Regions from separate parts of the Macaca mulatta genome. Here region 1 is linked to region 2. A link is a contact called in public Hi-C data. All regions are on one chromosome and are shown on one strand. The core of a region is the stretch at or near the end of the contact, and the rest is flanking DNA. Distances in the headings are between cores, read along the strand shown. Region 1 overlaps ASIC2 (acid sensing ion channel subunit 2). Region 2 overlaps ASIC2 (acid sensing ion channel subunit 2).

What was found. A called contact is a pair of places that touch in the nucleus more often than the background predicts.
Region 1: a Hi-C map of spermatogonia shows a contact between it and region 2, with 2.2 times the contacts expected there. The contact joins two enhancer-like sites. A contact is called at or near these places in 2 of 14 Hi-C or Micro-C datasets (fetal cortex germinal zone and spermatogonia).

Annotation. Positions count from the first base shown.
Region 1 is chr16:43,206,233-43,211,515 of T2T-MMU8v2.0, forward strand. The region is part of intron 1 of ASIC2 (acid sensing ion channel subunit 2); the gene reads right to left. Among named protein-coding and RNA genes, the nearest start is that of ASIC2, 480 kb to the right of the region's middle. Within about 2 kb of position 3,814, at least 4 of the 40 cell types and tissues checked have an H3K27ac peak or open chromatin away from gene starts, as enhancers often do.
Region 2 is chr16:43,054,115-43,059,157 of T2T-MMU8v2.0, forward strand. The region is part of intron 1 of ASIC2 (acid sensing ion channel subunit 2); the gene reads right to left. Among named protein-coding and RNA genes, the nearest start is that of SPACA3, 510 kb to the left of the region's middle. Within about 2 kb of position 3,042, at least 4 of the 40 cell types and tissues checked have an H3K27ac peak or open chromatin away from gene starts, as enhancers often do.

The sequences.
Region 1 (5,283 bases), core at 2,564-5,063, 150 kb after region 2:
TCCCTCCCTCCCTCCCTCCCTCCCTTCCTTCCTTCCTTCCTTCCTTCCTTCCTTCCTTCCTTCCTTCCTTCCTTCCTTCCTTCCTTCCTTCCTTCCTTCTTTCCTTCCTTCTTTCTTCCTACTTGTCTTTTTCTTTTCCTCCCAGAATTTAAGGGTAATTACAAGAATATGTAAGATAAAACAAGAAGCATTGAAGTAGCTTTCTTAAGGTCACATACCAGCAAGCAGGTCACAAATATAAGAGCTATAAAGTTAAAGAAGTTCAATATTTTTCAAAAGGGTTCGTATTCAACCCGGGTTGTAGTGAAATGTAAAGGGGGAAGACCTGCCAATTGTGGCCTTTTTGCTAACTCTTGTTAGGTGACACCATGCAACAGGTCTCCACACGCACTCACGTGCACCTGCGCACACACACACGGACAGAGAACTCAATGCACGAGAGACATCAGTCACTCAGGTTCACAATCTCATTTCATCTTCATAATAACTCAGTAAGGTAAGTATATTTCCCCCATTTTGCAAATGAGAAAATTGAGGCTTTGTGAGCTTATCCAAGCTTTCCAGGTTCACACAGCAGATAATGGAGGGGTGTGAGACAAATCCGGGTTTGTCTGATTCCAAAATCCTTGCCCTTTTGCCTACACAATGTTGCCTCCCTCTAAGACCATAAATATTTCTCAGTGTAAATATTAGTTTCTCAGTATAAGCTTTGTAAATGGCTTTCAGTGGATCCAAAAATGTTTACCCAGAGTGAAGAAGTGTGTTTTGCTCATTAAATGTAACTGAGGCTAATGCCATAGTTTGTTTTTTTCTTCTCCAATCTTCATAGAAGTGCATGCGTGCTAAAGTGTGCTTATAGAGTCTTCTTTTTAGACCTTCAGTGTAAGGTGGTAGTAATTAAATGCAGGTTAAAATACAATTTATATTTCATTTTGAAAGTCTTCCCTGTGCCTTGAGGTTCGTGGCAGAGTTAAGTTGAGCTGTATGTAAGTACCATGTGGTAGGGGAACTAATTTATAATTTAATGCAGAAGTGGGGGTATGGGGACACAGACTATAATTTTAAAACAACGGAAAGACTTGTCAATGGACAGCGGGTTTGAGTTTTTATCAGCAACTGTGATTGCTGTCAATGGATCCGTGCCCTTCCCTGCACACTCCACTGCCCTCTCTCATTATTAATCTCTCATTAATTGTTAATCTCTTCCAAATGTTCTCAGCTGAATCCCAGTGTGCTCAGGGCAGCCCTCCTCAGAGTCCCTCAGGCGCCGTCTACCACCAGCTGCCCCAAACCTGTCCTCAACCAGGGCTGAGTGAGTTCTTTGCTTTTACTGTTGTTTTTCCCTGACCTCTCAGCCTGTCTTCATCCTGGGGTATTTTCCCAGCACCTCCTTTGAAATGCATCCTATAAAAGTCCCCCTGTCTAAGAGGAGTCAAGGTTTATCTGATGCTATCACCTACCTCACTTTCTGTACACTTACTACGTCAGCCTCGGTGCAGTTGCCCTGGTAGACTCTGCCTCCTCTGACCTCAGGGCCCTTACACATGTTGCTTGCTTCCTGTATCTAGACATCTCTTCCCTGACTCTTCACCTGGGAAAGTATGTTTTGTGTTTGGATCTCAGCTCAATTGACCTTTTCAAGGAAGTGGTCTCTGGCCTCCCAGTCAAAGTCAAAGCCTCCTAGTCTATGCTCTCTGTCTCAGCAGCCTGGGTTTTCCTTCATTGCATGCCTCACAACTGATACTGAAACATTCATTCGTGTGATTCCTTGGCTTGTTTCAATATGCCCCACCCTGCAGTTTGGTAGTTTCCAAAGTGGAGTATACAACATGATCCAATGAGAGCTGAGAAGATAAAATGAGAATTCCTGCTGACATTTACTCTGATCTAAAAATGTAAAATTAAGCCTCACATATTTCATATACACATTGACACTAGTGCCTCCACCTGGCCCATTGTCAGGCAGCCAAGTGTCACATATGGCCCCTGAGCATCCAGAGAAGAGTGGGAAAAAGTCCAAGAAATGGACAGTTGACAGAGCAGAGCTCCCCTCTTATTTAACTTGCAGATATATTGTGATGGATTCAGTTCACGTGTTCCCAGCAAAGAGGATTTTTACAATATATTATTGAGTTTTAGTTAAATCAACCCTTGCAAAATAGACAAGTGGCTTCAAAAGATTCCTGTAAGAAACCGTGAGCTGAAAATGACATGAGCAACGCAAGCACAACAATCTTCCTGGTGGTCTCTCACCATCAGCGAGATTTCTAGGCTAAAAATCACCCTGATCTAATCAGGTCCAAAAAGAAAAAGCCCCAAAAGCTGCAATTGTTAAAATGACTCTTTGAAATATCTAAGTGTATAATATCATTCATGAGGTTTTGTCAATAAAGAATTTTAAGCAGATATTGTTTATTTCATCTCTTCCTCATTGTTTGAAAGTTTCTATTTTGTGCATGTTTTATTATTTTCACAAACTATTGGAAATGTGGTCCATATAAACAATTTATGCAAAAATGCATATACATATTTTGAGATGTGCTCAAAATTATGTACTGATGGGGCTGTCGAATTCCAACTCTGTAGACAATGGCACTATGATGTAAAGCCACAGAGACCAAAGACCATAACATTATACTTATCGTTGGCACAGAGGGTAGGGTAGGAATGGTGTGCCCATGTTGAAGGTTGGTGTTTAGGTTCTTCAGGGCGGGTGTTTCTACTTGAAACTATAGGACATATTGAGGCCAGATCTTGAACAAATTAACAATCTTTTAAGAAAAGCCAAGGTTTCAATGCAAAGCAAATCTGGCTGCCAACACTCTTGATTCAGACATTGCAGTTAGAAAATCATCTTTTGTTGCTTAAGTATGCTCTCAGAATCTCTCTTCACAATCTACATTGAAACAGATTATCCAAGTATATTTTCCAGGCAAGTTTGGTGGTCTCTCAACAGAAGAAATTCTGGTGAATAAGATTTTCTCCATCTAATTGCACAATGAATGGAGGAGGCAGAATTAAATATTCAGAGATCTCAAGGGGACACTGGGAGAGGGAGCATCTCCCTGTGGCTGCATTAGCCAAATTGACTTCTGCTTCTCTCTCCAGAGACTGTCTGGGCCTCGCCACCTCAGCAAAACCTTCCCTAAGTGCCCAGGCTGGGTTACGGGCCCCTTCTCTGTGGATGCCAATGACTATGTATTTCTTGGGAAATACAGAGTATTACATACAGTGACATACAGTTACATACAGTGTGAACTCTTGGCCTTCTTTTCCATGTCTCTGGCACCCGACGTGAGAATAGATGTCTAGTGGATGTTTCATAAATGTCAGAACCATCTTGTCATTTGCTCATTTTTCCCCCACATAATCATATTGTTGTTTCCTGGTTTGATTATAAGCTCCTGGGGGACAGACCTTTGTTTCTACTACTGGTATGACCATATATTTTGTACACAGTAGGCACTCAATTACTACTACTTGTTGATTGATTGACAGATTGCTAAAGGATTGAATTCCCAACAACCAGTACAATCGCTGGCAGAAAAGGAAAAGTTAAAACAAAATTAAGAAATGGGCAGAGTTTGGGGAGATTTTGAGTGTGTGGGTGGCAGAGGGTACTTTTAGGTTGGGGTCACAGTGCAGCAGCCAGAGCACCAAAGCACAGATATTCTAGAACTGGGGTTCTACACCACAGGCAGACTACTACTGTGAGAGCTAAGAGGCTCAAAGCCCCCAGAGGGTGACTCATTCTCCCAGCCCTCCACCTCCTCCTGCCTGTCCAGGTCATCTTAATCATCCCATTACCAGAAGGGCTGGAGGAATCATCTAGAAGGCTGGAAGTGACTGGGGAGCATCTGCTGAGTTGTGAGAGCTGCTCGGAGGATTCCTTGTCTGTCCCAGCCCACCTCTTCCACCCACCTTATGCTGTCACCCCATGTGCAGAACTGGACCTCCATTCAGCTCTTCTGAGCAGAAGGAGCAGAAAGCATCCTATCTCTGCCCTGGCCTGGAAGGGACAGTGCTCCCCAGCATGGTTCCAGGGGCTTGCTAAGGTCTGCTGCCCCAGAATTGTTTCTCTGCTGGTCTGCTGTGGTTTGGGTTGCCAGATAGAGTGCAAGATGCCCAGTTAAATTTGAATTTCAGATCAATAAATAACAATGGTTTAGTATAAGAACGTCCCATACAATATTTGGGACATCCTCATATTAAAATATTATTTGTTGTTTATCTGAGATTTAAATTTAACTGGGTGACCTGTTTTTTATTTGCGGAATCTGGCACCCCTTGTTGTGGCCTAAACAGATTGCCTATGGGACCTAGTCAGAAAGCAGAATCAGCACAAAGTGGGTGAGATGGCGTGAGTCACTGATGAGATAAGAATGCTTCTAAATCTCAGCCAGAAACCACCTACTGGATGCACAGTGATGTGCTTGTGTGCATCTGGCAGCTTGGAAATTCTACCATGCCCTTGCCAAAGGCATGCTCAGATGCAGGTGTGGTTGGCACAGTTTCTAGAGAGTGCATGGTTAGGTGCTTCTAGCAATATGGGAGGGGAGGAGGGAGGAAGAAAAGGAGGAAGACAGTGTGCACATGTGCTTTGTGGTTATTGGTAAGTAAGCAGAAACACCCACACAACGGAAGTGCATAGAACACAAGGCTATTAACCTTATACACACGTTTTTCTCTCTGTCCTGTTTTTCTTCCTTTTCACTAATCCTTTCTTTTCTTGCTTTACTTACTTACTTACACAGTCAATGATGGTAGTAAAATGGCCATGTTGCAGAATACAGAAGGGTGTGGGCTTCCAAACCAGACAGCTTGGGTTTTGTTTCCAGCTCTGTTGCTTATTAGCTGTGTCATTTAACCTTTATGAAAACCTGTGTTAGTTCTCTATTGCAGCTGTAACAAATTACCAAAAACTTAGTAGCTTCAAAAAACACACATTTGCTAGCTTACAGTTTTACAGATTAAAAGAACTAGCCTTCTTCTTACTCGGCTAAAAGCAAGGGTTCACTGGGGCTCACTCGGCAGAAATCTAGTTGTCAGAAGGTCACCGGGATGGTCCCAAGGGAAAAATGGGGAAATTTTATTTCCCCATTTTGGCCTGATGCCACACACAACCTCGTGACCACTGTCGTATACCAGAGAAAGTCCAGGCCCACTCAAAACCAGTGCAGACTGGAGCAGGAAACCTACACTTACCTTCAGATCATCAACACATTATTATAATACTGAAAAATCCTCCCCTAAAAGGAGATCACAGCCATTTTGCATACGTAT
Region 2 (5,043 bases), core at 1,792-4,291:
AGGGTGACCTCTTAAACTTCTGAGGAGTTTTGGCCGTGAATGGAGTTCAGTTGACAAAATGTCAGAGCCAACCTCTAGAGCTGGAGTTGGTTCCAATCTCAATCCTTTCACGAGTGGGGATCTTTGGGCCAGTTCCTTCAGCTTCCCAAGCTGGTTTTTGTTGTTAAGTTATAACAGTGCCTCCTATAGGAATGTTGGGAGAAAGATGTGAGTTAATGAACATAAAGTGCTTAGCACAGCGTCTGGCACAGGGTAAGCATCCAGTAAATGTCAGTTGTTTCTATCAAGAGAGGGGAGGAAGGTAGAACGGAGGGAGGGTGGGACAGGATGCTGGGGTCAGATCACACCTGCCTGGAACTGACTTTGGACTTTAGCACGTAGGTAATGGGGATCATTTAAAGGTTATAAGCCAAGACCTCAGATTTCACCCCCTTTAGGCTCCAACCCCCTTTTTGACTATGGACATTGGCAAAACCTATGGGGCAAGCTTCATAATGTCCACTTCACAGATGAGTCAAGTGAGGCTTAGGGAGATTCGTCTTTTCCTCAAAGCCAATCTGCTCGTCAGCCACAATCCCAAGTCTGGTTTCCTGAACTCTGTGTTCTGTGCTCTTCTCTCCCACACTGCTCACTAACAGACTGACAGACGGCATCATGCCAGCCTTGCCCAGGCTCCAATTAGCAGACAAATCGGAACTGGCTGGTGGGGCTGCGTGCCTGCTGCAGTTGTGTTTATCATTCATCAGAGAAGAGAAGCGACCTGCCAGGCCGGCAAGTCAGGCCCTGTGGAGAGAAGATTTAAGGTGATGTAGCCTATGGGGCTGGTCCTGGGTATGATAATTTGGATTGTCGGATATGCTTAGGAACAGAGTATTTCAGCAATTCACTGCAAGCTGAATATAGCCCTTGCCCAGGGAGTGCTTTGAGTACTTAGAGAACTGGTAAAAGCAAGGCGAGACTGGGAACCAGGAGGCCTGGGTTCTGCCCTAGCCTTGTCATTACAATAGGGGAGAAAGCACATCTTGTTTTAATTTCTGGGTTTCAGAGTCCTTCTGTGTAAAAAGAAGAGTTTGGGAAAATTCAGCTTGAGAGAAGCTAGTACTGTAGTGGGGTTATGGGAAAATTCCGATCCCTTCTCTTTAAATAGCCCTCCAGAGGGAGGTAGTAGCTGTGGGGTAGCACAGAGCAGTGAAATGAGCATCTATCTGCATTTGAGTCTGGACTTTGCCTGTAACTCACTGTGTGACCTGAGGTTTTCCAGGCCTGTTTCAGAACCTGAGTTCTTGCATCTGTACAGCAGGTGGGTTGGGCCAGAGCAGAGATCTCTAACTGATGACCTGTGAGCTAAATCTGACCTGTGGATGAGACTCATTTAGTTCCCAGACAGATTCGTCTTTCTAATTATTACCCATTTTTTAAGTGACCCAATATTTAAAAGTTGGAAGAATTCACACACAATTCTGTATTCCTAAGTTTTCTTGAAAAAGCAGAGGGTAGCCTGGCATGGTGGCTCATGCCTGTAATCCCAGCACTTTGGGATGCTGAGGGTGGGAGGATGGCTTGAGAATAGGAGTTTGAGGCCAGCCTGGGCAATATAGTGAGACCCCGTCCCTACAAAAACTAAACAGAATTAGTTCGGTGTGGTGGTGCGTGCCACACCCAACTAATGGGTGGAAGGATTGCTTGAGCCCAGGAGGTCGAGTCTGCAATGAGCTGTGATGGTGCCACTGCACTCCAGCCTGGGCAATAGAGTGAGGTCTTGTCTCAAAATAAAATTAAACATTAAATTTTTTTTAAAAAAGGAAACAAAGGGCTTAGTCACACTGAGCCCCCATTCACACTGGGAGCACACACTGGCATGTTCCTTTGGACTGATGGCCGCTGCCGGTTCCCATCATTACCACTCTGCACACTGGGCTCATTCATGTCACCAGCTTCCGGAAGCATCTGAGAGTGCAACCCCTGCACAAGGCCTTGTGAACCCACATTCTCTGCCCGTAGGCAGGAACATGTCACCCTGCTCTCTGAGACAGAGACCCAACCCCTCCTGGGGGCCATGCACCCTCCCCAGTAAGGCCATAGAATCTGTTATCTGCATCTCCACACTTGCTTAGATGACTGTATTACAGCACACAGCAATTATTACAGATTTTCACATGTAAATTTATGTTAATGTAGTGAACACGCCTTTTCAAGCTACTGCACCCTTTTGGAGATGTTGAGCCTTTTCACAGACAGGTGCCCACCCCACCCACCCCATCCATGCCCCCTCCAGCTCTGTGGCTCCAAAACTCTGTGGCTGTCCCTCTAATTCTTGGTTCATCGGCCATACCCAGAGTGTTCAACCGCCATACAAAAGCAAGATAAGGACACACAAAACTGACAAGCAATGACTCTCCAGTAGTGGGTAGTTCCTTTCCTGGATGCTGCTTTTATTTCTGTCTCCTGCTCAGTCTCTTTTGGCTTTAGACACACACCCATGTTCTTGGAAACTCCTTTGGATAATGGCTGCCACCTCCAACTCAGCATGTCCCATCTAGACTCATTGTCACTTCCCCTACCTCTATCCTTGCTCCTTTTCCCTAGTTCTTTATTTCAATGACTGGGCACCACCCAGTTGCCCTAGCCAGAAAATGGGGAGTCATCTTCTATTTCTCCCTTTCACCTATACTCTAAAGCCCATCAAAACCAAGTTTTGGTGATTCCACCTTTTTGAAGGTGTCCACTTCCTCCCAGTCTCACTGCCCACATCCAAGTCAAGGCCATTACTGCCTCTGGCCTGGACTTCTGCAATAGCCGGAGAACTTGGGATCCCCTTATTCACACTCACTCTACTACCCTCCAATCCCATTGCACAAGCCAGCATGGTCTTTGAAAAACCCAAATCTGATCATGGCAGCCTATATTTAAAATCTTTTCACTCTTAAGATAAAGACCCAAGTCCCTAACAAGGCAGGATGTGGGTGCTCTGTGTACAGTAGGTTTGGAGGCATCCTCATTTGCCACAAAACTCACAGTCACCAAAAGAACCAAGCCTGGGGCTTCCAGGAAGCAGCTCATGTGGTAACGTAAACCACAGAGATCAAGAGGGCTGCCCAGCCCTTGTCATTGCAATAAGGGGAAAGCACATCTTATTTTTATTTCTGATTTTCAGTGTCCTGTGTAAAAGGAGGAGTTTGGGAAAATTCAGCTTAATAGTGGGTAGTATTGTAATGAGGTTACAGAAAAAATCAGACTACTTTTCTTTAAACAGACCTCCACAGAGAGTTCTCAATGGTTCTAGGAGCTCAGTCTGACCAAGATCAGGGTGAAACTCTGCAGTCACTCTGTGCTGAAAGAGAAGCACCTGTCAGTGCTCCTCAAGATTTCTTAAAAAGTCACCTCCAGAGGCTAGAGCCTGGAAGAACTGAGTCATCATTATTTTGACTTGAAAGCAGGGACAGAAGCTTCTCCATGGACCAGGTTCCAAGGCTAGTTGGTCATAGCTGTAGGCAGTCTGTCCCTTAGCATTAGTTGTCCTTGATCTTAGAACCTTAAGACTGAGGAGGAGAACGCTTCTTTCCACTTATTATTATTGCTCCCACTGGGTACTGAGCCTGCAGAGTTATAGTGTGAAGAGAGATGAGCATTTACAAAAATAAAAGGAGAAGAAGAAGATGAATGAGTCTCAGAAGGGAGTGAATCCACCAGATTTAAAAAGAGACCAGGGAAAGGACCCTAGTACCATCACACCTACACTCCTGCTTACTCTAGCCGGGTCCAAGCTTGAAGCTGCTCCAGGCTGCCTTCAGTTTCTGGGTTTATCCTTCCAACTTGGCACTGCCTCCCTTGCCAACCTCCTATGGTGCAGACCCCTGGAATAGCTCCCATCACTCACCAGCACCATCATCTCCAGAAAAAGGCCTGTCAATATTTACCCATGGGAGGGTGACTTCTTACTTCTGAAGAGTTTTGGCCATGAATGGAGTTCAACTGACAATCTGTCAGTACCAGCTGGTAGCCCCAGCCTCTGTTCAAACTGGAAACCTGAGGGCCAGGGAAGGGAAGTGACTCGGCCAAGGTGAACATGGTGAACTTGGCTCCAGGAACATGTATCCTGTTGTCTGGTCTTGTGCTCTTTGCATTATATGAAATAGTTTTGTTGATCATTCTACAAAGTAATGGAATTTTCAAGCTAAATTTTAGCATGGGATTCTTGGGGATGGGTATAAACGATGAGGGTGCTGGCATGGCAGGACTGCTTTAGGAAGAAGAGAAACTAGTAAGAGTAAGAGTAGAATATTTTTGTTGTTCTCGATTGCACCAATTTTAGCTTTTATTTTCATTAAATCACTCTCCTGTGTTGTTTTTCATTTATTTTATGATTCTTTATCTAATTTCTTAGGTTGATTACTTAGTACAATTATTTTTAGCTTTTCACAAGAAATAATAGAGGCATTGAGTGCTATAAAATGTCCTTTGAGTACAGCTTTAGCTGTGTCCCATAGGCTTTGATGTGGAGTGTTCTCCTTTTCATTACTTTCTAGATAATGCATAATTTCTGTTTTTATTTCTTTTTTGAGCCAAGGATTACTTAGGAAAATATCTCTTAATTTCAAAATAGTTAAGAGTTTTGAGGCCATTGGAGACAGAATGAAGAGGAGTTGGCTCCAAAGAAGAGACAAGCAATTAAAGCCAACTTCCCAACTTCTGTCTGGTGCCAGCTAGGTTGGGCATTTTTGTCCTATCTTTACTGATTTGGGGCAGTAAGAGGTGAGAGGAAGTTGGGGAACAGAACCCCATGACGTCCTCAGTTTAGTGTCTCTTCTCCTGCCTGCCACTCAGGCTGTGACCAAGGAGACTGCTTCGTGCTCTGTTCCCTACACTTGGCTCCTGTCCTTGCCCAGGTTCAAAGGTGGCACCTTCCCAGAAGGCTCACTCCCATCTGTAGCTGGAAGCCACATCTGCTCAGGGCTGTTTGGAGGCTGCCTTCCCTTAGGCACAGACCTGTGCTCCTTCTAACCCCCAGTTCAGGGGTGACCTTAGACACCATCATGGGTGTAG